Linked DNA regions of Mus musculus: all the other regions are linked to region 6. A link is a contact called in public Hi-C, HiChIP or PLAC-seq and capture Hi-C data. All regions are on one chromosome and are shown on one strand. Each heading gives the region's core, a stretch centred on a gene start, on an enhancer-like site or on the middle of the called end of the contact. The rest is flanking DNA. Distances are from core to core; before and after follow the strand shown.

The links. Hi-C and Micro-C count contacts between places; a contact is called where the count stands out from the background. HiChIP or PLAC-seq counts read pairs in DNA pulled down with a chosen protein or histone mark. Capture Hi-C pulls out chosen DNA fragments and counts their contacts.
Region 1: a contact with region 6 is called in a Hi-C map of LSK cells, with 2.3 times the contacts expected there. The contact joins the promoter of Osm here to the promoter of Mtmr3 in region 6. A contact is called at or near these places in 10 of 39 promoter capture datasets (the HPC-7 cell line, the SN4741 cell line, embryonic stem cells and 7 more), 1 of 484 Hi-C or Micro-C datasets (LSK cells), 7 of 115 datasets of contacts at active chromatin or transcription factors (the 230-238 cell line, the SCID.adh cell line, bone marrow-derived macrophages and 3 more) and 3 of 9 other capture datasets (adipose tissue, embryonic stem cells and liver).
Region 2: a Hi-C map of regulatory T cells shows a contact between it and region 6, with 6 times the contacts expected there. The contact joins the promoter of Thoc5 here to the promoter of Mtmr3 in region 6. A contact is called at or near these places in 5 of 39 promoter capture datasets (the 3T3-L1 cell line, cranial neural crest, maxillary cranial neural crest and 2 more), 1 of 15 datasets of contacts at CTCF or cohesin (the NIH/3T3 cell line), 1 of 484 Hi-C or Micro-C datasets (regulatory T cells), 5 of 115 datasets of contacts at active chromatin or transcription factors (the 230-238 cell line, embryonic stem cells, memory CD8 T cells and 1 more) and 2 of 9 other capture datasets (adipose tissue and pancreatic islet).
Region 3: a FOXA1 HiChIP or PLAC-seq map of pancreatic cancer cells shows a contact between it and region 6. The contact joins the promoter of Rasl10a here to the promoter of Mtmr3 in region 6. A contact is called at or near these places in 2 of 39 promoter capture datasets (hematopoietic stem and progenitor cells and liver) and 1 of 115 datasets of contacts at active chromatin or transcription factors (pancreatic cancer cells).
Region 4: a contact with region 6 is called in an H3K27ac HiChIP or PLAC-seq map of microglia, with 6 times the contacts expected there. The contact joins the promoter of Lif here to the promoter of Mtmr3 in region 6. A contact is called at or near these places in 7 of 39 promoter capture datasets (the 3T3-L1 cell line, HPC-7-derived erythroid cells, the SN4741 cell line and 4 more), 2 of 15 datasets of contacts at CTCF or cohesin (CD8 T cells and large pre-B cells), 10 of 484 Hi-C or Micro-C datasets (CD8 T cells, the G1E-ER4 cell line, LSK cells and 4 more), 11 of 115 datasets of contacts at active chromatin or transcription factors (the 230-238 cell line, the HPC-7 cell line, bone marrow-derived macrophages and 7 more) and 2 of 9 other capture datasets (adipose tissue and liver).
Region 5: an H3K4me3 HiChIP or PLAC-seq map of bone marrow-derived macrophages shows a contact between it and region 6, with 2.2 times the contacts expected there. The contact joins the enhancer-like site here to the promoter of Mtmr3 in region 6. A contact is called at or near these places in 6 of 39 promoter capture datasets (the 3T3-L1 cell line, cranial neural crest, hippocampal neurons and 3 more), 6 of 484 Hi-C or Micro-C datasets (B cells, CD8 T cells, the N1E-115 cell line and 1 more), 4 of 115 datasets of contacts at active chromatin or transcription factors (bone marrow-derived macrophages, embryonic stem cells, memory CD8 T cells and 1 more) and 4 of 9 other capture datasets (adipose tissue, embryonic stem cells, liver and 1 more).
Region 7: a contact with region 6 is called in a capture Hi-C map of macrophages, with 4 times the contacts expected there. The contact joins the promoter of Rnf215 here to the promoter of Mtmr3 in region 6. A contact is called at or near these places in 13 of 39 promoter capture datasets (the 3T3-L1 cell line, the C10 cell line, HPC-7-derived erythroid cells and 9 more), 1 of 15 datasets of contacts at CTCF or cohesin (large pre-B cells), 2 of 484 Hi-C or Micro-C datasets (embryonic stem cells and regulatory T cells), 1 of 115 datasets of contacts at active chromatin or transcription factors (stem cell-derived neural progenitor cells) and 2 of 9 other capture datasets (embryonic stem cells and macrophages).

What each region holds. Positions count from the first base shown.
Region 1 is chr11:4,235,363-4,238,062 of GRCm38.p6, forward strand. Osm (oncostatin M) reads left to right here and starts at 1,423. Exons shown (of 3, transcript NM_001013365.2): 1 at 1,423-1,551. The coding sequence starts at 1,521.
Region 2 is chr11:4,893,844-4,896,619 of GRCm38.p6, forward strand. Thoc5 (THO complex 5) reads left to right here and starts at 1,500. Exons shown (of 20, transcript NM_172438.3): 1 at 1,500-1,535. Nipsnap1 (nipsnap homolog 1) reads left to right here. Exons shown (of 10, transcript NM_008698.3): 10 at 1-358.
Region 3 is chr11:5,056,688-5,059,507 of GRCm38.p6, forward strand. It overlaps Rasl10a (RAS-like, family 10, member A), which reads left to right and starts at 1,441. Exons shown (of 3, transcript NM_145216.4): 1 at 1,441-1,837; 2 at 2,746-2,820. The coding sequence starts at 1,619. It also overlaps a transcript of Gas2l1 not described here.
Region 4 is chr11:4,256,171-4,258,892 of GRCm38.p6, forward strand. Lif (leukemia inhibitory factor) reads left to right here and starts at 1,398. Exons shown (of 4, transcript NM_008501.2): 1 at 1,398-1,518.
Region 5 is chr11:4,202,370-4,205,172 of GRCm38.p6, forward strand. All of the region lies in intron 1 of Tbc1d10a (TBC1 domain family, member 10a), which reads left to right. Among named protein-coding and RNA genes, the nearest start is that of Castor1, 14 kb to the right of the region's middle. Within about 2 kb of position 1,467, at least 100 of the 459 cell types and tissues checked have an H3K27ac peak or open chromatin away from gene starts, as enhancers often do. A contact at or near this core is called in CD8 T cells, adipose tissue, bone marrow-derived macrophages and 3 more, where this site is marked.
Region 6 is chr11:4,593,396-4,596,095 of GRCm38.p6, forward strand. Mtmr3 (myotubularin related protein 3) reads right to left here and starts at 1,395. Exons shown (of 19, transcript NM_001373897.1): 1 at 1,208-1,395.
Region 7 is chr11:4,133,715-4,136,414 of GRCm38.p6, forward strand. It overlaps Rnf215 (ring finger protein 215), which reads left to right and starts at 1,446. Exons shown (of 9, transcript NM_027859.3): 1 at 1,446-1,849; 2 at 2,100-2,243. The coding sequence starts at 1,559.

The sequences.
Region 1 (2,700 bases), core at 173-2,672, 360 kb before region 6:
GAAGCACGACATAACACTCTCCGGCTAGATCTGGGGCTGCTTGGAGCTTCCCTCTGTCTCCTTATCACAGTGAGAGCTTGAGTGTAGGGGTATAGGGACTGTCCCAGGATGACATCACGGATATGAAATGCAGAAGGATCCCTGACCAGGGCCCTAGGGAACAGCACCCTGGAGTGGGCAGAGGTAAGAAATTCAGTAGGAGGAAATGAAGACTTCAGAAGGATCTAGTCTAGACTGTACTGGGGAGTTGCTAACAAGGGGGACACTCTGCTAGGTGCAGAGAATATGTGGATGGGGGCACAGTCGCCTCCTGGATAGGGAGTGGGGGGGTTGTTGAATGAATATATGAGGGCCAACAGCAGGTACAGCCTAAGGATGCTCATTCTAGCTTGGCAGATGTGCTGTGGCTTCCAAGCATGGCCTGTGGATCTGGCTCAGCCTGGGCCTCAGTCCCTCAGTGCGGAGAAGCAGAAGACCCACCCATGATGGATCGCTATCTTTCAGAGAAAGTGAAACCTTGTGTCCAACTGTCGCAGCTCCCCCACCCCTCCCTCCAGCTTCCCCTCTGAGCTCACAGCTTCCCGGTCTCCCCCGCCCCCTCCATCCCATCCCCTGAAAACCAGTACTTGGAATTCAAGCCTAGTCTTTTCTTTTTTCTTCAAAGGCTTTTTTGCCTTTTATGTCCATGTTGGCAGTGACCTTGAGGGGTGAACCAAGGAGTGCTTTTCTCTCTCGCTTTCTCAGGTGGGGCTCAAAGTAGCTGAGTGACTTGCCTCAGACAACACAGCGACACAGCGTGTCACAAGCTTTGAACCCGTTCTCTAATTTCTCTTGCTCCAAGGGTCCTAAAGGACCCTGTCTACAGAGAGAGGATCTGGGATTGGGAAGGCTGGGCGAGGACAGTTAATAGAGACAATGGAAATGAGTTGGGCTAGAAGATGCTGACCTGGGATTAGAGGCACAATCTTTGGGGCCCAAGTCTGGCTCTGTGCCCAGAGCCTGGTGGTTTCCGCTCACAGATGTCCCGACAGCCCAAGCGAGAGGGTGGGAAGGGCACTCAACAAGGAAGATGTCTGGCTCCCTTTAGCCCTAAACCTTCGTGTCCTAGGAGGTTGGTAGTTTCTGGACCAGGGGTGGCCTCCCTTGCAAGTCGTGCTCTGACCCCTGGACTGATCCCTGAAGATGATACGGACCCCCGTGCTGCCCGCTCACCCCAAGAAGGCTGAGGCTGCGGTTTACATCATCCTTGGGCGTGGGGCTGACCTCGAAGAACGAATTCGAAGAAAACGGGAGGAGGAGCGGGCATGTCATGGCGCATGGCGCCCATTGGCCGCCTGGGGAGACTTTGGTTTTTGGGGTCATGTTCCCAGAAGGCCTGCCCTTCCCCCTCCCCCTCCCCACCCACCTCACGAGATGTTGGCCAATCGCCCCGTCGGGCATAAAGTGGCTGCCAGCCTGCAGGACACCCAGCCAAGCTGTGTCACCCCTGAGAGGCACGGGCCAGAGTACCAGGACCCAGTATGCAGACACGGCTTCTAAGAACACTGCTCAGTAAGTACTTCCTTCCTTTCTACCATCCCAGGGCGCAGCTGGGCCAACTGGCTGCTGTAGGCACCCTCTGCCCTTGGGAGCTGTAGATCAAGTGAAGGATGTGGACGAGAGGGAGAACTAGTAGGGCAGGGATCCACTGAGACCCCAGCATAGCCACAGGTGGAAACGTAGTATTTCTGGAAGGTATTCCAGAGGGAGGCGTGAGAGAGACCATGCCGGGGACCAGGGCATGAGGGAAGAGGAGAAAGAGTGAGAAGAGTCTGGAGAAGCCCAAGGCAGGTAGGGGATGAGCAGAGAAGGAAGTTCCAGATCTGCGCGGAAATGGAGCAAGGGGCTCACTTCTTGCTCTGATTCAATTCTCGGGGTCTGGGGCAGATGCAAAGTCAGCCAAGCCAGAGGTCCTTAGATCATCCCGCCACTCATACAGCCACACCCACACGGGGACAGGCAAGCAGAGCCATCTATGTGGGAACAGGTCCTCCCTCTCAGTAAGGTAGGAAGTCTCACCTGCAGACCAGAACCCCCGGTGACCGGGGCAGGTACTGCAGTGCCTCACCTAGGTCTACGGGCACACCCCCACAGGCACTGGTCCATGTGCACCTGTTACAAGCTCGCTGTGGACCCTCACTGGCAGTGTAGCTGCAGACACGGGGGAAGATGGGGAGGGGACTTGTGGTTGGCACGCCTGGGCTACAGGCCCTCCCCAGGGGCGAGGGGGTGGGGTGGGGTGGGGCTGGTTGGTTTGTAGGAAGGGAAGGATGGTGTCGTAGCCTTCCGGGCCATTGCACCACAGGCCCCTTCCGACCACGTGGCTGCCGGTGCCTGTGAGGGTGGGGGCCTGCGAGCTGGAACTATGATCATCTGCCCTCACCCCTACAACCTTCTCCTGGGCTCCCAGCAGTCCTGGTGTGTGCGTGTGTTAGGGGTTCGTGTGTCGGTGGCAGGAAGGGCAGGGCGAGTGCTGAGCATGGGTGACCTGGACAGGCTTTCCTCTCGCATCTTGCTCACCTTTCAGCAGAATGGCCGTCAGCACTGGCTGGCCCAGTGAGTGGAGAGGTGCTTTTTCTGGCTCTGTGAAAAGAGCTTAGGTGACCTGCTGCCCTGGGGCTGCACCTCAGGACAGACCCCTGGTCAACTCTATTCTGCCTA
Region 2 (2,776 bases), core at 250-2,749, 300 kb after region 6:
ACAGGACAGAGGTGACAGAGGATCTTAAGGGAGCACCCTGTTCCTAGACAGATGGAGAGGCGTATCCATGTTTTCCTACATAATGTGGTTAAAACTTGAATTTGTGCTTCAGCTCTTCTGTACTTCTTCCTTCCTACAGGCAAAAACACAGGCTGAGACCTATAGTTCCATCAAATTCTTTCTTTCCCTTCTTGACATTGTCCCCCAAACCCTCATTTTGCAGAAACACTAGGTCTGTGGAGTAGGTTGTGATTCTGGGGTCTCTTCAATGACCCCGGTACCTCATGAACCCCTGCTTAGCATGGTTGTGCTACCATCCAGGAGAATGTTGATGGAACCAAATTAAATATTTACTGTACGTTGTGGTGTTGTCTTCATCTACAAGGAATCTCAGTAGTTGTCTAAGGCAGGGCAGCTTCCAGTTGGCTGAGGGTTACACTGGCTTTGATCTCTTAGGGAGACCGTCTTCATCTTCGTCCCAGAGCAAGAAAAGGAGCTGTTTCGGCGCCACAAGGTATTCAATGTTCATGTTTGCAGACAACCAGAATTTACTCCAGAAATGCCAGGCATAGGAAACATCTGAAGCTTACAGGTACTGCACTAGAGTCTTGGGGGAAAATAAAAAATCAAAACAAAACAAAACAGTGAAGCAGGAAGCAGGTGTAATATAGGATTATGCCCCTGCCTCAGTTCCTTTCTGGGTGTAGTGACTCCGATAGTATCAAGAAGTTAGAGTGGGGGGGGGGGGCGGTGGTGGCACACGCCTTTAATCCCATCACTTGGGAGGCAGAGGCAGGCAGATTTCTGAGTTGGAGGCCAGCCTGGTCTACAAAGTGAGTTCCAGGACAGCCAGGGCTATACGGAGAAACCCTGTCTCAAAAAACAAAAACAAGGGCTGGTGAGATGGCTCAGTGGGTAAGAGCACCCGACTGCTCTTCTGAAGGTCCAGAGTTCAAATCCCAGCAACCACATGGTGGCTCACAACCATCCGTAAAGAGATCTGACTCCCTCTTCTGGAGTGTCTGAAGACAGCTACAATGTACTTACATATAATAAATAAATAAATCTAAAAAAAACAAAACAAAAATTTAAAGAAGAGTCAGGCATGGTGACACCTGCCTAAGTCCAGCGAGTCCAATGCAGGCGGATCGTAGTGACCAGCCTGATCTATATAGCGTTCAAGACCCGCAAGTGTGCTATGTAGTGAGGCCCTGAACAAAGTCAGAAGACAAAATCCACTCCTGTTCAAATGATAGCACAGCGACACTTGTGCTTTCTTGAGATACCACAAACTCACTCGAGTGAGTCGGCGGAGGGCCCACTAATTCACACTCCGGTGAAGGGGCACGAAGCACAGACTTGGACATTATCGCCCCAGTTTCCCAACTTAATAGAACTAGACTCGCCCCTTCCTTGCTTCCCAAGCTGCATCTGGCCTTCGTGTCTCACTTCCGGCCTGTGGCTCTCTTCTTCCGCTTCTCTATGGTCGCGAGCCGGAAGTGGCTACCCGGCTGGAAGGCGTGAGGAGCATTCTGGTGAGCGAGGGTAGAGGGCTGCTGGCTGGGGCTGCAGGTCCTCGCTGGGCGATCCGGGCTTGATGTGCAGACGGCACGGAGCGTGTCCGCGGGCTGGGGTCCTCACCTGTCGGGGTCCCCCAGGCTCGTGGCGGTTTTCTAGGAACTAACCGGAGCAGCATCCTCTGTCCCCATTGTAGTCTCCCGAGAGTGCTGCTGCTGGTGGTGACCCTCGTCGATGGTCCTCTTGGGCGTGTGGCAAACGCTCCTGGGTGGCGGTTGGCTTTCCCGGGTTTTCCGTGCCACCCTTGTGGGTTTTGTCAGATGAGTCCGCCACTCGTTTACCTGTCACCGGCAGCCTCCTGCGGTCCTCTGAGAGAGGCGTTACCATCGTCGCGCCGCACCAGACTCCAAGGAGTCGCAGAAAAGAGCTTTTATTGCTGGAGCAGAAAGGCTGAGAGCGCGAAGTGCGGACGTTACAAGGGCAAAGAAGCTTGGCTTGGCTTTTCTTTATGTTGTCCGCTCTATTTCCTAGCTAGCTGGCTGGACTTAGTGTATTTGCTTCATTAAATATTTTGCTTATCTTAATTTCTAAGAAAAGGAAAACAAGAATTTTTTTTCTTAAGTTATACTGCAAAGGGCTCGGGCAGTAAGAAGAGGTGCCACCTGCTCCGTTTTAATGAAGATTTTAAATGCAGTCACTATAGTCCTGTCTGTCTGGCAGCTTCTGTAGTCCAGGTTGGCTTCACATTGGTAAAGATCCCTCTGCCTCAGTCACTCAAGCTCTGTGATTCCTGATATTTACCACTATCCTGTCTCACAGCCCATCCGCCCCTCCCCCCTTTTTTCTTGGAGACGAGATTTTATTATGTAGCCCAAACTGACTTTTGAACACATTATATAGCAAAAGCTGATCTGGAACATCTCGTCAGCCAGCTCTCAGTCTGACCTGTTCTCATTGCAGGCATGTCCCGCCACACAGTTTTATGCAGTCCAGGAGATCAAACACAGGCGTTTGAGTATGCTAGGCCAGCACTCTACCAGCTGAGTAATATTCCCAACTTCACAGTCACTTTTTAAACCTATAGTTACTTTGGTAGAAGAAAACTTGGGTCTGGTCTGCATGCCATAAATAGGAAATGGCTTCCACTTGTCTTATGATATTGATATAACTGCATAGTATACATAGTATGATGAAAACATTTATTAATAAATTCTGTCTTGGTTTCCTTGTCTAAGATTCTGAGAGAGAATCCATTTCT
Region 3 (2,820 bases), core at 191-2,690, 460 kb after region 6:
ACCTGTAAATGGAACAGAAGTCATTCTAGGGGAATCTCAGCAAGAGGGGGGAGGGGGGAAAGCCAGCTGTCGCTACTCTGAATTTAAAGACCTAGAATATCCCTAGTGGCTGAAAGGGGGAAGAGAGGTGGGGGTGGGGGTGGTGAAATCAGACCAGGCCCTAAGTCTACCTGGGGAAGAGGACTAGACATTAGTGTTAAGGAATACCTTCCAGCTGCTGTCACCTGTTCCCCGCGGGAGGGTGTGCCTCCTTCCCCCTTGACGGGCTAGTTTCTCCTGCCCTTCCTTCCACTTAATTCCTGGCCAGGTAGACATATTATCAATGCCTTTAGAGGCCTGGATCTAAGTATTTCTAGAGCCTTCTCTCCTAAGGGAGAGGAGACAGTTCTTTTTCCTTTTGGCTCCATTTCAGCATTCTGGCCACCTGTTAGACTTGAAGCATTCGTTGAATGAGTGAGTCTTGTTCAATGCCGGGTGCCTGCATTTCACAGTACCTGGGTGGAGGGCAGAGGCCTGGGAACTCCTCCAGTGTGTGGAGACTGGAGGGCCGGACGGAGGTTGGGCAAACCCAGACTTTCCGAACCCTCAGAGGAGCTTCCGAACTTGTCCAGGGAAGAGGGCATGGTGCACCCCTGGGACAGACTCTGGGACAGACCCGTGGATCTGTTTCTTCGCCTCCAACCTGTTGGGGCAGTGACTGGGGGCTGAGTTGCTGAGCAGACTTCTGTGCTGGGCTCAAACCCTTCTGTCTCCACTCCCCACCCCCTCTGGGCTGGTCCTTTGAAACAGTGTTCTTCTAGTCGTTTGTCCTTGTAGGTGTAATGAAAAGTGGCCCGCAGGCCCGGGACGGAGTCCCAGTGTCCTTCTCACTTTGAGATACCTCTCCAGGGTCTCAGTTCCCTCCTCCTTAAACCACGAGTACCCAGGTTGAGGCTGCGGTTCGAAGATGATGCAGGGGAGAGCCCAGAAAAGGAGTTGGTGCCCAGGGTCTCACAAAACAGGAGGAAGCTTTGAAGCCATCGGCCTTTGGTGGACAACCGGGATGCAGACAAAAAGTCCAATGCGACGATTGGCCCAAGGTCATTCAACCAGGACTGGGTCTGACCCCAAGTGGCCTGATTCTAAGAGCCTGGGCTTGGTCAACAGCCAGGTTGCAGCCAGCGGTGTTGGAGGAACAGGGAGGTGGCGCCCAGCGGCTTCGGTTTTGAAACGGTTGAGGGAAGCTGACTGCCACCTGGGGAACCAGGCTTTAACAAGGCGACCCGCCTGGCAGTCACTGGGCCGCGACCCTCCCCGGGAGGGGCGGGGCGGACAGTTACCTCATCGCCGCCTCCGGGAGGCCCCGCTCGCTTGCTCGCCCGCGCGGCCGACTGGGGCGGCGGCTCCCGGCGCCGGAGCGAGAAGGGGACGGAGCTGAAGGTGGGGGCGGGTCTGCACCGCACCGGGTGCACTCTTCCTGCGGAGCTGCGGGTGCGTCCGCCCGCTCGATCCTCAGGCCTGGCCTCTTGTGGCTGAGGTGCTGTAGGCGACGCGATGCGGGTATCCCGGGCCGGGCAAGCAAGGCGCAGAACGGGCTCATGAAGCTCCCCGGTGCCAGGCGCGGGAGCGCGGGCCAGCCATGGGCGGCAGCCTGCGGGTGGCTGTTCTGGGTGCTCCGGGAGTGGGTAAGACCGCCATCATCCGCCAATTCTTGTTTGGTGACTATCCTGAGCGCCACCGACCCACGGACAGTCCCTGCCTCTACCGACCCGCGGTGCTGCTCGACGGCGCGGTCTACGACCTGAGTATCCGCGATGGTGACGTCGCTGGACCCGGCTCAAGCCCCAGAAGTCTTGAGGTAGCGGTTCGAGGGGGCCAGGGGTGTGTGTACACTTGGTGCCCATGTGTACTGATCCAGGGCGCCCGAGCCCGTTCTGGGATTGAAGTGTGTGTGTCTAGGTAGTTTGCATACGAGCTTCCTGCGCTAACCTGTAGGTGCCCTGTGGCTGTTTCCTCTCTCTCTCTCTCTCTCTCTCTCTCTCTCTCTCTCTCTCTCTCTCTCTCTCTCTCTCTCTCTTTTGTTTTTGTTTTTGTTTTTTTCGAGACAGGGTTTCTCTGTGCAGTGCTGGCTGTCCTGGAATTCTCTCTGTAGACCAGGCTGGCCTTGAACTCAGAAATCCACCTGCCTCTGCCTCTCAAGTGCTGGGATTAAAGGCGTGCGCCACCACGCCCGGCTCTGTGGCTGTTTCTTGTCTTCTTTGCCTGCCTAGGCTGGTGTCTGGGTCAGTGTGTGGCACAGCTTGAGCTGAGCCGCGCCGCTGTGACAGACTGGACCAGACACAGGAGTACCCTTTCTAGAGGGGGCCACCGCACCCTCAGACTCCCAGTCTTTGGCGCTGCATTCATTTCAAAGCTGGCATTTGAGCAGCACCTGGGAGGCTAAATGAAGTTTTGGTGAAAGAAGCTGTAAGAATATTGCAAGGGGGAAAGAGCAGCAAGAGACAAGCCAGAGGCTTCACCTGTACAGCTGCACCAGGACAGTCAGTTACCATCTGTCAGCCGGTGGACGGCAGATCCCAGGCTCTGAGGCAGTAGGAGCATAGTAGGTTGACGGGTGGCCCAGGAAGTAGGAGGGCTAAGGACTGACAAGATCCAAGCACGGCTGGGAAGTCTGGCCTGTGGGAGGGCGCGTCCCATCCGGAGTATTGCTGGGAGGTGACGGGGAGTGAGGTTGAATTGGAGTAAACCCCAGCCTCTACCCTCTAGGAGTGGCCGGACCCTAAAGACTGGAGCTTGCAGGACACAGACGCCTTTGTGCTGGTCTACGACATCTGCAGCCCC
Region 4 (2,722 bases), core at 148-2,647, 340 kb before region 6:
TTGCATATCAAGCACTTTACCCACAGAGCCATCTGCTAACCGCTGTCCCAGGTTGTTGTTGTTGTTATTACTGTTTTCTGAGACAGAGTTTCTCCTCTGGCTGTCCTGGAACTCACTCTGTAGACCAGGCTGGCCTTGAACACAGAGATCCACCTACCTGCCTCTGCTTCCTGAGTGCTGGGATTAAAGGTGTGCGCCACCGCCCAGCCCCAGTTTTAAAATGACTTTATGTGTGCAGTGTTTCACCTGGTCCTGGTGTCCTGGGCCCTACAGAGGTTAAAGGGGAGTACTGTTCACCAAGACATTTCTGCACTCCACCCCTTCATCCCAACTTTAGCGTGATTATTTTTCTCTTCAGTGAGAGACGAAGACCTTACAGGTGAAAAGATTGTGACCTCTGCCCTTATCTTACTCATAGGCCAAGCCTCAGTTTTGCCTCTGCACTGTGTGTTGTTGGAGCCCACTTCCCTAAAACAGGGTTTCCTGGGAAAAGTGTAGGACTAATATTGCTCTAGGCAGGTTTGAAAACTGTCAACAGTCCCTCCTTCTCTCCCTCTCTTTATACTTTACTCTCCTCCCCCCTTTCCCTTCCCTCCCTCCCTCCCTTCCTCCCTTCCTCCCTCTCTCCTTCTCTCAGTCCCTTCCTTAATCCCTTCTTGATTGCTTTTTTTTCTTTTTTCTTTTCTGTATCTCTCCTCTCTTAGTCCCTGTCCCCAACCATCTTCTGGCCGTCCATGGCAAGCCTGCCCAGGCAGTCTACAGAACTCCTTGTAGCACCAAGAAAAAGGTCACAGTCCACAGAGAATCAAGAGGCCCTCAGCAGCACAGGCAACAAAGTTCCTTGCTTCCCGGAGTATTCCCAAGGGCAGGGCTTGTCCAGGGAGGGACGAAGGTCCCACAGCAGGTGGGGCCCTGAAGCCTGGGGCTGATTGCAGATCAGAAGGGCCAGGTAGCTCCCCGGGTTATGAGGTGGGGGCTGGGACAGGGGCAGCTATAGGCCTGTGGCTCTTGGGACAGAGACAGAGGATGGTAGCTGTGCACACAGCCTGTGGCAGGTCTGAGTCAAAACACCTAAGGTTGACCCCAGCTGGTCATGAGGAGAGCTGCCCAGTCATTGCCTTATGCTGGCTTGGGTCACCCAGACAGGCTAGGCGCGGCCCAGTCAGCTGTGACTCAGGCCATAGTGGCTTTGCCACGCAGCCCAGGGGCATCAAGTACAGGGACGCCCCCTCCCCACACCCAGCCCTGCTTCTCCTTCTAACAACACCTTTCCCACCACCGTGTCAGGCTCCATCTGTGGTGTGGGTGCTCTACCTCTCTGGTCCTCAGCTTGGGGGTGGGGTGGAAGTGGGGGGAGCCTCAGGCCACCAACTTCAGACGGAAGTCAGGTGGGGGGCAGGGTGAGGAGCCAACGCCAGAGGAGCCTCAGGAGGAGAGGGAAGCAGAGGGGCCCAACAACGATGGTGTCACCCTGAAGACTGGACAACTGTGCAGACTGTGGAGGGCTGCGAGACCACGGTAGGATTCCCTTGAGGGGGCAGGGCGGAGGGGCACTGCTGCACCCCACACTTATCCCCAGGAGGGTAGATGGTCCATCAGTTGCTCCCCTGTGGATCAGGGGCACCTGCTGGCCCACACAACCCTCCAGCATTCGCTCTCCCTGTCTGTAATGGATGCATTGTAAGTCAGGCTTGGAAGTCTCTCTTGGAGGATGGCCAAGCAAAGCTGGAGAGACCAGCTGTGGAAGTGTCCCGTGGGTTAAAGTTCACAGGATGGGTAAAGGGCAGTGGAGAGAGCACATGGATTCCAGGCTTGCATTGTGCCATCGTGGTAGGGTCAGCCTGATTCTAAAGGCAGTCATGATTTCTGCATCCCCAGGGGACTCAAATCCCTTTTCTTTTTCTAGAGTTCTGAGCTTGCAGAGGCCTCATTTACCCTCCGGTAGATGGAGCAGTGGAGGGCCGTCCCTGTCCATTCAAAATGGGCTGCAGCAGTCCACGGGGACCATCATGGGTGCTCTGGGGAACTTGATCAGCCAAGGTCATTACTCCTCTGCCTTTGACCTTGGGCCAGATCGGAGCTTGGCCGGTCTTCGTCCCCCCCGCATCCGAGCTCCAGGACAGTGACAAAGAGAGAAAAACAAAAACCAAGTCTGTGCAAGAGCCCCCTGCGTTGGGTGCTTGGCATCCAAAATTCCAAGAGGCTCTTACCTCTAATTTGTCAGTGTTCCTCCAAACCTGCTAGGGGGCTGACAAAAGGAGGGGACATTGTTCCCAGGATCCTGTCCATGTCATGCCATGCCGGGACAGGACAGTAAGGGGAGCCTGGGACTAGTCTGTACAACCAAGTGGTTTAGTTTGCTTTGATTCTTGCCTCTTGCTGTGTGAATTTGGGCAGTTCATTTTCCTTCTCTGGGTCACCGTGGCCCCCTGCGAAGTTGACAGTCTGATCCCCACCTGGAAGAACTGTCAGGACAAGGTGGGAGCAGGTAGCAGGACCAGGAAAAGGCCACTGCCCCCTCCCCCAGAGCCATGGCAAGGCTGTGCCCCATTGACCACTGAATGTGGTTCTGGCACCTCCTTGTGGCCAGTCTTTTGGGCTACACCTTGCAGATATTAGGACAAAGCTCTGGAAGCCCCCAAGAGGAGCCTTCTTCCCTTGTGTTGGTGAATGGCCTCTGCCCACCCCCATCCTGCACCCCAGACACCCACTCACTTCCTCA
Region 5 (2,803 bases), core at 217-2,716, 390 kb before region 6:
TTGGTGGCTTTGGTAGTGAGTGGTTTGTCTTGTTTTTGTTTTGGTTTTAGATTTTATTTTTATTTGCTGTGTATGTCTACATGTATGTTTATGTACCAGTGCCTGTGAATGCCAGAAGAGGGCATCGGATCCTCTGGAACTGGAATTGTAAACAGCTGGTAGTGTCATGTGGATGCTGGGAACCAAACGTAGGTTTTTTCTAGAAGAGCAACCAGTGCTCTAAACTGCTGAGCTAGCTCTCTAGTTCCCACAACACTTCCTTGTTGTAGAAAGACTTCCTTCACCCAGAACAGGTCCTTACTGAGTCTACTGAGGGAGCCTTTATTTAACCTTTTGAGTTTTAAAAAATGGACATTCCGTGTCTAGGGGCTGTGTCTATTTCTGCCCCGCCAATATCCAGATTACATTCTCCTGTTGGAAGAGAAGCCATTTAAATGAGTGTATTTCCTCAAAAATTTCCCAGTTTAAGGTTTTAAATTTAAAACATTTCGAGGCCAGCTTTATCTACAGAGTGAGTTCCAGGACAGCCAGGGCTATACAGAGAAAACCTGTCTCGAAAACCCAAAAATAAAAATAAAAATAATAAGATAAACCATATCTTCTGATTAATATACACATTGAGAGCAGTATCAGTTGTTGGCTTTCTGAGATCCTGCCTCATAGTTGGTAAAGCCTAGAACCAGCGCTGACTTAGAATCTAGGAACATGACCTTTTGTTTTCTACCCTATTTGAATTCTGGTTTGATGCTTGATACTGGGGCTTTGAAACTGCCAAAGCTATCAGCTGACGTCGGTTGAAAGAACTCTCAGCATGTTCCTCTCTGATTGCACTTGAACGAATAGGTATCTCTGAGGCCCACAGTCATATTTTACCAACAAAACTAGACCCCAGGGTTGAGGTGTCATACAGGCCGGATTTAATCATGTGTGGAGTCTTTGGCAACTAGCAATTTCAGTTGTAAGGTTCATCTTGACTGAGCCTTAGTTTTGTTATCTACGAAGAGGGCTCAATCAGATGTTATCACCTTCATGACTACTAAAACTTCCTGTTGCCTCTTGCGAGCGCCCTACCCTCTGTTTAGTTAACCAGAAGGCTCATCCCTCACTTGTTGCATACTCGGATACTGTTTTTGATATAAATGTCATCATGTCTGGGGGTGTAGTGTCCTTTGGTTTCTGCTTCTTGGGTATTCGGGGGTTGCCTGAACACGTATATCCTTTGGTAATGTACTTGACCTCAAGGCTTCAGCACTGCTTTTTTTTTATATCAAAGAGAGAAAGAAAGAAAGTGTCTTTGTGTCTTGGTTCTGCCTCTCGATGGTGAGAGATAGCAGCTTGGAGCACAGTGACTTGTGTCCTTGTTGAGGGGCCCAGTTTATTATCCTAGGCAAGCTCCTTCTCAGCTGTCCTGTTCCAAGGCTGAGTTCAGGCTCAGTTCCCCAGATAAAGTGCACTGAACCAGAGGACTTGCCTCTTTGTGTCCTGGAGGCCTCAGCTCTGCCAGGGCCCCTCCCTCTGTTCTTGCAACCAGTAAAAGTCACAGCAACATGTTTCCTTCCGGCAGAGAGAATCAGAAACTCCAACCCTGGGCCAGGCCCAGCTCTACCATGTCCTGTTCCCAAGAGCTCCCTGGAACTGCCTCAAGTGCCTCCCACCCCGTGTCCCTGTCTGGAAAGGCATATTGGGCTGAATCTCATCTTTAGGCTATAGAGGATCTGGCTTAGAATTGAGTTCCAGGTTCTTTACTGATTTTCTGTTTGACTCTGAGCAGGATTCTCTCCCTGAGTATTTAACCTCTCTGAGCCTGTTTCTCAGACTCTGTCATGTCAATCCTTCCTTTTGTTCGTTAGTTCTTCCTTTCTTTCTTTCTTTTAAGTTATTTGTTTATTCACTTTACATCTTGCTCCCTCTCCCCTCACACCAATCTTTTCTTAATACTGTCAAGTACTTTAAATTTTTGTAATGATTTACTTGTTTTTATTTTGCATGCATTGGTATTTTACCTGCATGTGTGTCTGTGTGAGGGCGTCTGACCCCCTGGACCTACACAGTTATGAGCTGCCCTGTGGGTGCTGGGAACTGAACCCTGGGGAGCCTCTAGAAGAGCAACTGGTGCTTTTAACCACTGAGCCATCTTTCCAGCCGTTTATTTATTTAGGATGTCATCTTTCCCAGCTAGCCTTAAACTCCTGCCTCTACCTCCAGAGAGCTGACATTATGTCCAGTTTATAAAATACTACTTTTCCTTCTTTTTTTCTGGTGGTGTTGAGAATTGATGAGAGTGCCTGGCAATTTAGGCAAGTACACTACCACTGAGCCACCTCTCATTACACCATGTACTGTCTAACTTGAAGAAACAAACAAACAAACAAAAAACTTCACAAAAGCACAACAAAGCAATAGACAAATGTAAGGTTTTGATAACCTAATAGTTTAAAGTGCATCTGAGGAAACTGTATGTGAGAGAGTTGTGCATGCACAGTTTGTGTTGTATGGTTGTCCGCTTTGCCATCACTCTGTAGGCTGGATGAGAAGGCATCTGTAGAACGCCTGCATGTTGGTCTCCTTTTCTTCTCTGCCTTTGAGAGTTGTGTGAATGCGGGCATCCTCAGGGCTTATCCCCTTCAGAAGCCTCACGGAGGAGCGAGGTGATTCTGCTTTCTACTTAAGACAGGGTCCCTTCCCAGCTCACCTCTGCCTTCTTTGGTGCTGATCTGCCTGGACTGATCAGTACCCATCAAATGTCAATTCCACAAGGGGCCTGGGGACAAGTCTTCTTAGCCTGTTTAGAAGTGACACAGCT
Region 6 (2,700 bases), core at 145-2,644:
TGATGCCTTGTGAACAAATTCATTATGCTGCTCACAGTTACCTAAAAAGTAAAAATGGTAGGGGTGAAATATGTCTTCATAGGCAATCACTCTAACCTTCTAGAAGCTTCCAAATTTAGTTTAATAACATATTGCATAGTGTTTACCCACAACGGTGTCATTCTGTAAACTCTTCTACTCAGTCAAGCATGGAAAAGAAGTCTTTCACTGGCCATCAACGCATGTTATTTGGTTTCCAAGTAAAAAACACAGAAACATTGCAGAATCTCAAAGAAGGCCTCCTTCACATCCCCACAAACAAGATCATTTTGATACAGAACCATCTACCATTCAATCGTAACTTCTGACGGCTCACTGTTCACAAGAGGAACGAGGCTGAGCCTCCACTACAAGAACACATGCACTTTTAATACAAAAAAAAAAAAAAAAAAGACCCTAAATGTCAAAAAGCCAAGTGGATGTCAAGATAGTAAGAAGAATAAAAACGTAAACTTCATTCTGACAATGACTGAACATTAATATCTAACAGAAACCTGTGTGTAAAACTCACAAGTGAGATGATCTGACTCCTGGTGGCCTAACAGAGTGTGCAAACTCTACTTCCAATTTTTGAAATAAGTTTTCTGGCCCCAACAATACCATCTTGGGTCATGAAATGCAATACATCCAGTACAATTTCAACCCAAGAAATAATACTGATCTTTTGCAGAGCTACTTGAGCAGTGTTCCCCGAGCTCCTCCAACCACCCCTGGACCTTCGTTCCCCTTCAAGCACTACCAGGTCAGGAGGATGCCCTGCTGCAGTTAGGCTGAGGCCCGCACAGCTCGCCCGTGGTTTCCAACAGCACGACCTCCGGCCTCTCGCCACTAAGGACTCCCACGGTCTCGACCAGGGCCTCGGGCCACACGCTCACCTCCCGGAGGCCCGGGAGCGTTTTCCAGGGCGCCCCAGCCGCAGCTCCCAACACTCCGAGTGTTACCCACCGCCAGGTTCAGGATGGCCGCCGAGCTCGGCGACCCCGCCTCCCCCGACTCGCCCGACCGGGCCTCGGTGCTCCATTCTGAGAGCTTGCCCCGGGAGGCCGCGGCCAACCCAGCCCTCGGCCCGCCGCCGCCTCCCCGGCCGGTGACAGCCGCCGCACTCGGCCCAGGTCCGCCCCTCCTCCAGCACCTCCTCGCCACCAGAGCCGGAGGGTGGGCTTCTTACCAGGCGGCAGGACATGGCGAGGCCCGCCACCGCAGGGCCTCCTCCGCCACCCCAGGAGGCTGCCAGCCAGGGTCGGCGGGGGCCAGCGCCTGGGCCGCTGGAGCGTCTCCGCCGGCTGCTCCGCCGCCGCCGCCGCCGCTGCCGCCGCCGCCTTCTCACAACCACAACAACATGGCGGCAGCGGCCACACAGAGCGCGCTCCCGAGACCGATCGGAGCTGAGAGCGGGGGCGCGCGCGCACGCTCCGGCGCGCTGTCCGCTGTGGGATGGGGGGCGGGGGGGAAGACTGGCCGTCACGGGATGGGCGAGGGCGGGGCCTGGCTCGTTGGTCACGCCCCAGGATGTGGGCGGGGCTGCAAGTCACCAGACTGTGGCTGCAGAGAAGCGTCAGGAGGAAGAAAAGAAAAATGAGAAGTGAATAAATAAACCGTTACGAATTAAGAAAAAGAAAAACAAGGTTTAGAAAGATTTTTCAGGCTTCTTTTCCAACTTAATGGACCAAGACAGCACTTCAGCTTACTCTACTTTCTATTAAAACTAAGAACAGTAGTGATATTATATCCCCAGCAAGTATAGTCAATATAAAACTAACTTAATACCGTGCATGTAAATATAGTGTGCTATAAGTTATGCCCAGAATACAAGTTCAAACTGCCTCAACGCCAGCTCCTAATAAAAAAAACCTCAGTGCTCAAAGAAAAGCAAGGGGGAAAAGAATCCCTACTTTGACTGGCCTCCAGAAGAGCCCCATAGTCTAACACTGTAATACCTTATTTTAGGTCAGCAGTCCTCGGGGTCTCAAATATCCTGAACCTCAGATATTTACATTATGATTCATGGTAGTAGAAAATTACAGTTATAAATTAGCGAGGAAAGTAAGTTGGGAGTCAGCATACGTGAGGAACTATATTAAAGTCACAGCGTTTAAAGGTTGAGATCTACTGGCTTAGGTCCTAACAAATCCTCAAAGATATTTCACTTCCTTAGATGAATTTTAACATGACCTTGATTTTTTATCAGAAGACAAGTAAATGAAATTTATCCCTGTATTTGTTAAATTGTTTATCTCCCCCCCCCCATTATTTGTTTCTTTGTATTCAACATTATTGCCTCTCTGCCCCCACTGGAGTTTAAGAATAATTAGAAAAAAAGGATGCTGTCTTATTTGTCATTATGTCTCCAGAACCTAAAATTGCACAACACAATAGCCAGACAAATCTCCTAATTATGGAAGAGCAAGTGTTTATATTTATCTAGTTGAATCTTCATAAATGGTCAGGCCTATCTTTATTTTACAAACAAAAAAAAAGTAAAACCCAGAATAAGTTGAATTTAACTTAAACTTCAAACCCAGGCCCAGATAACAACACAAACTGTCCTATTACTCTCTGGGCTACCCACCACATCACAGAATCTCAAGGAAGGTCAAGGAAGGCACTACATCACAGATCAGTTAGCAAAGACTTCCCACCGCCCTCCAAGGACCTGTCTTC
Region 7 (2,700 bases), core at 196-2,695, 460 kb before region 6:
ACCCAGATCTTCTGAAAGAGCAGCCAGTGCTCTAATTACTGATCCATCTCTCCAGTTGCTACACACGTCATTTAACATCTTTTTTTTTTTTTAAAGAGGGTCTCACTGTATAATAGGCTGGTCTCAAACTCCTGCTTTACCCTCCCAAGTGCTGGGATTACAGGCATGCCCATCATAATGTAGTTTTTCTGTCATTAAAAACAAACAAGCCGGGTGTGGTGGCGCACACCTTTAATCCCAGCACTTGGGGGGCAGAGGCAGGAAAATTTCTGAGTCGGAGGTCAGCCTGGTCTACAAAGTGAGCTCCAGGACAGCCAGGGCTACACAGAGAAACTCTGTCTTGAAAAAACAAAAAAACAAAAACAAAAACAAACAAACAAAAAAAACAAGACCAAAAAAACAAACAAACAGCTCTCAAGCACTTGAAATCATCAAAATCGTGTTCTCTATTAAAATGTTAAAGTTGTATTTGAGTCTTTAATTCACATGGTTTTCCTTATGCACGGTGCAGTAGGGGTCCAATTTCACGTCTTTTCCCGGTGGTACCTAACTTTGTTGTGATTTAGCAAAGAGCAAGCCATAGCACCTCCTCCCAGGTCCCCAAGTGCAATACCTCCTCTGACAACCAATTTTACATATGTGCTGACTGATTTTATGTCAATTCCCTGTTTGCAGGCCAGCCGAGCTTCTTCTCTACATCTCTGTCTCCTTCTGGGAATATTTTAGTCATTGCATCCTGGTGGCTAACCAGGTTTCTATTTTCTGTAGATTTTAATATTTTATTACAAAGTGGGAGGGGGTGTTGCAGCTCATTAGCTCTTTGCCCTTTTATCAGGGTACAATTTGTAAAAGGCTCAGGTTTCAGATTGAGCCAGCTACCAGCAACCACAAACCTCTGGGCTGAAGGACAAATTTTCGGACAAAAGCGGAACCTTCTCATTCCAGTAAGCACTGGCGATCATGTTAGAAGCAAGGCAGTGCAGGTTTAGATCAAGTCCATTTTACAGGCGAGGACAGCCCAGTGCTCCGTGCCACTATGGCTCTGCCTGGTTTGTACAGCTTCGTGTGCCCAGCCCTCCTCCCTGCTCCTTTAAAACCATGGCCTCAGTCTCCCCATCTGCTTTCTGTGATTCTCTGCAGCCTGCTCGCTGATCCCATGAAAGAACACTGACCCAGAGGAGGATGAGACATAGCCTTGACAACACCGTAGGTCAATCAGCCCAGACCCTTATACCTCCCTCGCCCCTACATTTCTCCAATCCTGAGACAACCGCACCTATCTCCACTGACAGACAACTTGGTGAGCTCTCCAAGGCTCTAAGGTATTTGCTCCATCGCAGCTCCTCAGGCCTCCTACATTAGGTTTCTCAGGAGCCACCAGGAGGCGCTCTCGCTGTCAAGCACCAACTCAGCCCCCCCCTCCCCGCACCGCCCCCTCCGGCTGCGGCCCCGCCCCTCCCGGTGCCGAGCCCCGCCCTGTCCGGCGCGGCCTGGCTCACTCTGTTCTCCCGGTCCCCGGGACCTTAGACTACGGCCTCGCCACCTCTCCGGTCGGATCATGGGCTCTGCCGATCGCCCCGCGCTGAGGTCGCCTTCGTTGCCGCCCCCTCCCCCATCGCCGCCGTCGCCGCTGCTGCTACTGCTGCCTCTGCTGCCTTTGTGGCTGGGCCTGATGGGCCCGGGAGCGGCGGCGGACGGCAGCGAGCCGGCGACCGGGGAGGGACGGGGCGGAGCCCGCTCAGTGCGAGTGGATGTGAAACTGCCGCGGCAGGACGCCTTGGTTTTGGAGGGCGTCAGAATCGGTCCGGAAGACGGTCCGGAACCTCTGCTGGGTGGCCGCCTGCTGCTGGTGAGCTCAGCCCCGCCTAAACTTGCCATGACCCTCGGATAGACCCCGCTGTCTTCATCCAGAAGCTAGCCCTTGACAGCCCAGAATGCTACTACTTCCCAGCCTTCAGGAGTTGGCAAACCTGACAGCCACATGCCCCTTCCACACTCATTCCCGTACCCGTACCCTGACCTTGCGTGCTTTGTGGCAGACCCGGGCTGCCTCTTCTATTCCCCTTGCCTCCTTCTTTTCATGGCTCCTCGTTACACAGATGGATGTCGTGGATGCTGAGCAAGAGATACCCGTAGATGGCTGGATTGCAGTGGCATATGTGGGCAAAGAGCAGGTCGCCCAGTTCCACCAAGAGAATCAAGGCAGTAGCCAGAAGGCATATCCCAAGGCTCTGGTCCAGCAGGTGCAAAGGGTGTTTGAGGGAAGGGGAGAAAGAAAATGCATTCGAAACATCTGCTAGAGCCAGGCTAACAGGTGGCCTATGAGGAGCCTTTCCAGAGAAGCCCTGGGCCCGAGTGGGTCAGCAAACACCAGTATGGAGCATCAAAGCAGTGTGATGGGGAGGAGGTGGAGAGACTTGCTGGGGAAAGTGGACCTGCTCTGGTGATAGGAGCTGGCAAGGGTGGAGAGCTGCTTTGCTAGGACTAGGGCCAATGAAAAGAATTTTGGATCCTACAGAATGAAAGGAGCATAAGTTTCTCACACACATGATAATGTACAAATTTCTTAAAATCAAGAATATTCTTTATGTAACTATGGTGTAGGAAAGTTAGCATCTATAAAATGTTGTGATCTATGTTCCATAACTAAATATTGCCTTAGTCCACAACCATCGTGTGTTGCCTTTGGCTGTCATTATC